Linked DNA regions of Rattus norvegicus: region 2 is linked to region 1. Evidence: chromatin contacts called from public Hi-C data. All regions are on one chromosome and are shown on one strand. The core of a region is the stretch at or near the end of the contact, and the rest is flanking DNA. Distances in the headings are between cores, read along the strand shown.

The links. Hi-C and Micro-C count contacts between places; a contact is called where the count stands out from the background.
Region 2: a contact with region 1 is called in a Hi-C map of prefrontal cortex, with 2.3 times the contacts expected there. The contact joins the enhancer-like site here to the promoter of Ppp2r5a in region 1. A contact is called at or near these places in 4 of 12 Hi-C or Micro-C datasets (Schwann cells, frontal cortex, mammary epithelial cells and 1 more) and 1 of 1 datasets of contacts at active chromatin or transcription factors (oligodendrocytes).

The regions. Positions count from the first base shown.
Region 1 is chr13:105,504,917-105,508,715 of GRCr8, forward strand. It overlaps Ppp2r5a (protein phosphatase 2, regulatory subunit B', alpha), which reads right to left and starts at 1,851. Exons shown (of 13, transcript NM_001107891.1): 1 at 1,494-1,851. The coding sequence starts at 1,674.
Region 2 is chr13:105,587,185-105,590,983 of GRCr8, forward strand. No RefSeq gene overlaps it. Among named protein-coding and RNA genes, the nearest start is that of Ppp2r5a, 82 kb to the left of the region's middle. Within about 2 kb of position 2,152, at least 57 of the 93 cell types and tissues checked have an H3K27ac peak or open chromatin away from gene starts, as enhancers often do. A contact at or near this core is called in prefrontal cortex, where this site is marked.

The sequences.
Region 1 (3,799 bases), core at 601-3,100:
ATACCTGAAAACATTGGCCATACCTGCTACATCTTCAATCAAATATCATGTAACTTTGAATCTGATTACTGATCTGTGAATTTGCCAGTCTTAAAGGCAAAATCTATCACAGAGGCATCTCTTGAGACTAACCAGATGTTCAAAATTCAATTATTAGATCAGAGGAACTAAGAAGTACAACACTAAGAAGAAAACCACGTTAGCAAATTAAATACATATGAAAAAATGCTAGTATCGAGACTTTTGAACTAAAATTAACACGATAAACTAATTAAAACCAATCAAAGAATAAAATAACTTTTTAATTTAAGTATAAAAGCTTAAACCTCTGAATAGCAATTCACTATCCTAATAGGTAGGACAGGGTTACTTTTCGGCTCTGGCTGCACTCCACTGACTGTGCTGTATCAGTTTGAACAATTCTGGCATGTTAAAGGGCAATCAATCAACAAACGAGACAGCACACACCAAACATAAACTATTTTCCAAAGTCCGTGTGAGTCTACCCTGTGGTACGTCCTTGATTCAGAAGCACCCCTAGAGGCAGATGTAGAGTCTAAATGGGGTTCCAAGCTCTTGCTGGTCAACTGTTGATTTGATCTAGGGTTTTCTTTACACTCCTTGCCAAACTAAGTGAGGATTCATAGACTCAAAGACAAATCACAACCAGATTGGCCTTGAAAGGGATGCTGGATCTTTGTCAAACGAATTGAAAAATCTGCTGATCATTTATCTATTTTGGCATGAGTCTTTAATTTCTTGGCCTTGTAAATCATTCTCTAGGTTTCTATCAGGTTACAAGAATTTCTTAAATATCTAGGAACGTGATTATCGTTTCCACTAATGACATCTAGCTCATAAAAGGCAAGGATGTGAAATTAGTAAATCAAAAGATAGTAATTCTCAAAGAATAAGCCAGAACCAGTAAACAACTCGTGAAAAGTCCCCAAACGTGGTGGGAAAAGTAAGTAAGCCAAAAGGGGTGCCAAGCATTCCTGCGAGGCATTAGGCACGGATACCAATTTGAATTTACTTACAAAACCTTACAAAAGTCCTTGGAAGCACAGCCGTGCGAACCAAGTTCCCGTTGCACTACAAAGAAACACGATTCCTTCATAACCTCTCCAAAGACAATCGAGGTCTTCTATGAAATAACATTTACGTCTAACGAGACTGTAAGGTGTCACTTGGTCCCGGTTTCAAGCTAGTTCTGTATAGCTAAACCTACAGGCCAGCTAACTCGGCAGCAGTTTGTTCGGACCCTGGATGTGGCGACTGAGGGACAAGTAGAGAAAGTGATGAACTAGCTAAGCGTGGAGAAAACCAGAGCCGAGGCTCAGCGGAGTAGGGAGTAGGGGGACTGGACGACGAAAGGGAACGCAGGTACCTGGCGACCCTGGAGTCGCCAAGGCAGGGCAGGTGGGGCAAGCGCGCAGGTGGGAAGGGGAGTGGGGCTTGCTCCGGGAGCGCGGAGCAGGGGCAGCTGGGGTTACCTTTGAGCTGGGGCAGGGGGTGCAGCTCCGCCTGGCTGCCCTGGCTGCGGAACTGCGACGAGCCCTGAGAGCGCTTCTGCCTCTGCGCCTTGCGCACCGATTTCCGGGTGAAGCCGTCCACTTTCTCCGAGGCCGAGATGGCGGCGCAGGCAACTGGTGCGGGCGGCGACGGCGACGACATCTCGGCGACCCGGGCGCTCGGCGCCTGCCGAGGCGACTGGCCCGGGAAATCGGCGGGGCACGGGGACGGGCACGGCGAGCCTGCGCCCCTGCGTCCCGGGCCCCGGCCGCGCCGCCCTCGCGCTCCGCAAGCTGCTCCTCACCCGACAGCGCCTCACAGCCGCATCCCCGCGCCGCGAGGCCACCTCCCGGGGCTGGCGGAGGGGAGGGCGGGGGCGCGCGGGCCGCACAAGTTGCTGACGCCCGGCGCCGAGGGCGGGCGGAGGCGAGCCCGAAGTTTGGACGGCTGGGGAGAGCGCGCGGGTGCGGACGCCGGGCGCGCCTCGCGGCCCCTTGGCGCGCCGAGCCCGGGCAGATCCTCAGCGGCTGCTGCCCGCGCCGTCCGCCCGGCCGGGAGCCTCCTCCCGGGGCGCTTCCATCGCGGGTCCGCGCGAGCTGCCGCCGAGCTCTCGTTCTCCTGTCAGCGCTGGCCCCTCATCGCCCGGGGCGGCCACCCGCGCCCCGATCTTTGGAGAGTCGCCCTCGCTCAGCCTCCCGCGCCCACCGGCCGCCCACGGAGCACGCCCGGGGTAGCAACTGCTACAACTTGAGAGGGTGGCTGGTACGGGCGAGGGGGGACTCCGTGCGCGTGCGTGCGCGCTCCCGCGGCCCGGGGGAGGTCCTCGCGGGGGGTGGAGGGAGGAGTTTGACTGACAACTTCCGCGGGGTCCCACTAGCCTCCCGAGTCTCCGGAGGGGGCCGGGGCGGGAAAGCATGCCAGTTCCCTCGACCAATCGCAGAGCTAAGCGGCAGACGGGGAGGGGGCGTGGCCTCCCGGATGTCTATCAAGAGTCCATAGCTGGGTGGGAAGGAGGGAGGGGGCTATGTGACAGACGCGGGCCACAACCAATCGCAAGTGAAGTCAGTGAGCGGGGTGCCTTGTGCGTCACAACTGTAAAGGAGAGCTCTCAGGAGGGAGAAAGGGGAAACGCGGCGCCGCGGTCGGCTTCCGTGTACTCTGGCGCTACGCTTCAACTCTAATTGTCCTCCAGACAGCGAGTGAGAGGGAAACTACACAGTCAGCTCAAAAAGCAGAAGAGTGTCCCCCCCTTCTCTCTGCGTCCTGGGGACCAATGAGGACCTAAAGCGAGGGCCGGGGCGCCCAAGAACGCCAGGCATTGCGTCAGTGGAGCGGGGGCGGGGCCGAGGTCGTGTCAGAGCGGAGTGATTGACAGGCCAAAGAGCCCGGGGAGAGGAATGAGCTTGTCCAATCGGAGCGCGGTGCTAGGCTCCTGGGCGGGCCTTCGTTCTCTCTGGTCCTAAACCGCGTAATTGGTGGTTGGGGAATCCATTTGTAGCTCCCAAGGTCTCGGCGCCGCGGTTCACTGAGCGCTGATCTCGCGTGGGGTTTGGGCAAGCTCGTTTCTACCACTTCAGAGAACTCTGCAAGTCTACTCCCTCTGAAAAGAAGTTTCCCGTCTCGAACTTAGCCCAAGTTTAGCCTTCAGTCATCTGTAGCCAAGTTCAGATTAGCTGATTTGGGGTTTTGGGATCTCTTCCTAGGAGATTCCGTCTAAGTTTTATATTTAAAGCCAAGGACTGCTCATGTTAGCTTTGGGCATCCGTATGAGCTTCAACAGTAAGTGATCTCCCCTCTCCAATAGTCTCTGCAGTCTCTCCTGCAAGTCTTACACCTTTTCCTTTTGACATAAAAACTGAGGTGAAGTAGACTGGCCTGATGTTCGAGGAGGATCGAGAAGTATGCAAAAGTAGAGTTCTAGACCCACACTCGAAACATTCCCTTAGCTAAATTATATAGCCAACCTAGGTGTACAACAGAGGAATGCAAAAGGAAATATGATGTGTATACAGAATTTTCCCACCATAAAGAGCAAAATTATATCATTTGTAAGAAAAGAGGCCCAACCGGAGATAATCATATTAGGCTGATTAAGCCAGTCTCAAAAACATAAAAACATCTTGTTTCCTCTTGTTTGCGGTTCCTAGATTTTACATAGGTATGTTAAATCAAGAATTTGCAGAATGAAAGTAGACATGAAATTGTCTAAGGGAATTAAAGGGATTAATGGAAGGGGAATATGTTTGATGTACAAGAAATACTTGTATGAAATTTCTAATATAAAATT
Region 2 (3,799 bases), core at 902-3,401, 83 kb after region 1:
GGGAGGAGGGATAGGAAGGAGAGGGGGAAGAGAGAGAGGGGAATGAGAGGAGGGGAGGAGGGATAGAAAGGAGAGGGGGAGGAGGGAGGGGGAAGAAAGGGAAGGGAGAAGGGATAGGAAGGAGAGGGGGAGGAGGGAGAGGGGGAGGAAAGGGAAGGAAGGAGGGATAGGAAGGAGGGGGAAGGAGGGAGAGAGGGATGAGAGGAGGGGAGGAGGGATAGGAAGGAGATGGGAGGAGGGAGAACCTCCCAGTGGAGCTTCTCCACTGCCTACCTCGGCTCACTTCACTTCCATGGCTTGCATCACTGATCATCAGTGATCTGCCTACCAATGGCCAGTCAGTAGTTCTGCGGAAAATTCAGCTCTTTGTCATGCCAGGTGCATGTGGACAGAGGCACTCTGGAGTCTTGTGTTAAAGGAGAGCTCCCTCCTGACTCTACTGACCATAATACATGAGACCTGAGTAATCCTCACCCCAAAGCTTAAAGAAAGCTGTCATAAACCTCACCACAATGATGGGGGAGCAGGCTCAGACATAGCCTGCCGGGGTCAGAGACAGAGTTCCCCTAGAGACCTGTCTGCTTCCATAGCCTATGACTTTCCCACCACGTGCTTGGCCTCTGAGTATTCTTAGCCCCATTCAGATGAGCACTTAATATTCTGGTACACCAGTGCCTTGGAGCAGGGAACAATTGAGACTTGTTTGTGACCCTCCCCCTCTTGGAGAAGGGAGTCTGCTCTCCCAGAAGAGTTTCCCACTCCGTATAAAGTCTGGACACTCTTAACAAACTTCCCCCGCTGGCTCTGGGTAAGGTTCTAGCATAAGACCATGGAGCAGCTGCATGCTACCCACATAAGCAAACTCTTAAGCACCAACTCTCCGAGAAAGCCCTAGGTGGTAAGATTATCTTTTTTGTTGAGCTTTGAAATTAAGAGTCTGAAGTAGAGGGACCGGGGAGATGGCTCATTCCTTAAGAACATTGTCTGTTCTTGCAGAATACCAGAGTCCAGTTCTCAGTACCATACAGCAGCTCACGACCATCTGTAACTCCAGTTCTAGGGGATCTGATGCCCTCTTCTGGCCCCCTTTATGTGGAACCAAACATACATAATGCACATACAAGCAAGGCATACATACATCATATAAAGACAGATATGCATCAAATAAACACAAGCAAAACTTTAAAAAAAAAAAAAAGAGTCTGAAGCAGAGACACTTCGGGCAACTGTCCAGGCAGTTCAGCTAGAAAGAGGCTAGCCAACATATCAACACAGCATAGTTGCTGCTCCTTCTAGCTGCCTCCGGATTAGCCTTGCTTTGTTTCAACAGCGTCTCATCTTGGGGAGAAAATGCCTTCTCTCTGGATTACCTAGTAGTACTGACACTCACCACACAAGGACTGAGGTCAATGGGATATTCTGAGACAAATACACTTTTGGCAATCACTCCTCCTCTGACCTAAAACAGATGTCTAAATCTGCTGACTCCCAGGAGGCTCTTCAGCCCTGTGGATTCGCTGTATCCTTCTGCTGACTCCCAGGAGGCTCTTCAGTATCCTCCGCCTCCATCTCTGTTATCTCAGTCTCCTGCTTCCTCCAATCCACACTGCTTTTCTCAAAGGAGTCTACCTCGGGTAGTGGGTGGAGGAAAAGGAAAAGCAGAGGAGGGGTAAGAAACAGTTCCTTTACTGGGAAGCGTGGAGACCGTTTTAGAACCTGAGATCCGACTGGAAATAGAGTATGCATCATGCAGATAATGGTCTATGTAAACACTGCATACTTGGACAGCTTTGTGCCAGAGTCTATGCACACTGAGCGTGTTCTCCTGGAGCTCGGGGGTAATGAGTTAGACGGTGAGCCGCACACCAGCCTTGTGTTGATGATCTTGGATTCTGTGTCTACGACATAAGCCCCTGTCCTGCCTCAGGGCGAGGCTGTAAAGACTGGAGGAACATGACTCAGCAGGGATCCTTTTTCTCTCCTCTGTTCCTCTGTAGCCTTTAGTGATGGCTTACCGCTTCCCTCCCACACAGAAGCACCTGATTCCCACACTCTTCCTCCTCCAAGGCCTCTCTCCTTGTACGTGGGGAGCTGTGTTCTTGGCTCTGAGACACATTTCTTAAATTGTTTGCCACAGTTGAGAGTGACTCAGCCGTTGCTTAGGGATTTAATTAGCCAGCAATAAGAGGCTTGAAAGAGACCAGCCTCTGGGGACTTGCTTCCTTCCTGGCTGGGTGAGAACGAAATAACAAGAAACTTGGAACTATCCTGTCCCATACAGGAGCCACAACCACACACGACAGCTTAGGGCATTTACAATGTAGCTGTTCAATGTAGCTGTTCATACAAAAAGTATAAAATACCCACCAGACCCCAAAGGTTTACATGAAAGTTAAATATCTCATTAAGTTAATAATTATTATAAGTTTAAATAACAATGTGATTATTTTATTAGCTTCACCCACTTTTTAAAACGGGGCTGCTAGGCCATTTGAGTTTACCTACGTGGCTTTTGGGATGTTGCTGCTCTAGGGTGTTCTCAATTTAACAGTGACCTAATATACCGACACTTTTTTTTTTTTTTTTTTTTTTTGGTTCTTTTTTTCGGAGCTGGGGACCGAACCCAGGGCCTTGTGCTTCCTAGGTAAGCACTCTACCACTGAGCTAAATCCCCAGCCCCATACCGACACTTTTGAACTTTAGTTTTTGTTTTCGTTTTTTGCTTTTTTTCATTTATTCTGTTTTGCAGTGGGGGTGGGAGGGTCCTGCATGTGTACCATGGCATATATGTACAGGTGAGAGAACTTGCTTGTGCTAGTTCTTTCCTTCCTCATGGGTCTCAGGGATCAAACTCAGACCCTCAGCCTTGCGGAAATCTCCTTTAACTGGTGAGGCATCATGGTGCTAGCCCAGTATATAATTATTCTTTATTTGTATCTAATATTTGCTTGCCATTCCTTTAAATGACCTTTTTTTTCAACATTTTGAACACCCAAGAAAAATTTTAAGATAAGACCTCAGCGATTGGGGTGTGGCGAGACATGACTACAACCCCAGCAAGGGGAAGGTGGAGACAGGAGGATTAGAAACCCAGGATCATCCTTAGCTATGTGGTGAGTTGGAAGTCAGTCTCAAACAGAAAACAAAATAAAACCCAACGAGATAGCTGGTCAGGAAAAGACAATAGTAGGTGCAAACGTCTTCCCTTTCCTTGGGATTACATATGAACTTCCTTCTGCACGCTCCTACAAGATTCGAACAAAGACAGGCAAGTGCAATTGTGCAATGAAAGCACCAGTAAAGGGTTCTAGAGCCCTGAGAGGAGCCCTTCTGCAGGGATAATAGGGGTTTGGATGTGAGTGACTACTTCTGCATGTTAACCACAAGGCTTTGTCTCGTCCACCTCAGCGGAGAAAGCAAAATCCGATTTGGTGGAGGGGAAAAGAAAGAAAGGTCATAAATAAAGGGGTGTGGAGGGGGCAGTCTCCCCAGAGGCATCCTGCCCAGAAGCCCCCTCTTCCATGCTAAGCCCCAGGGCCAGGGACAAATGGGTAAAGAAATGAATGATGGGAGAGAGCAAGGTGAGCCCCAGCAGCCTGACTCTGAGGCTGGACTGCTCGGTGTTGCTGCTACATAATCTTGTCACAGCAACTCCAATCAAAAAAAAAAAAAAAGAAATTGGGGGGAGAGGCAGGACCTCTCTATGTAGCTGTAGCTGTCCTGGAACTCACTATGTAGGCCAGACTGGTCCTGATCTCACAAAGATCCACCTGCCTCTGCCTCCTGAGTGCAGGGGATT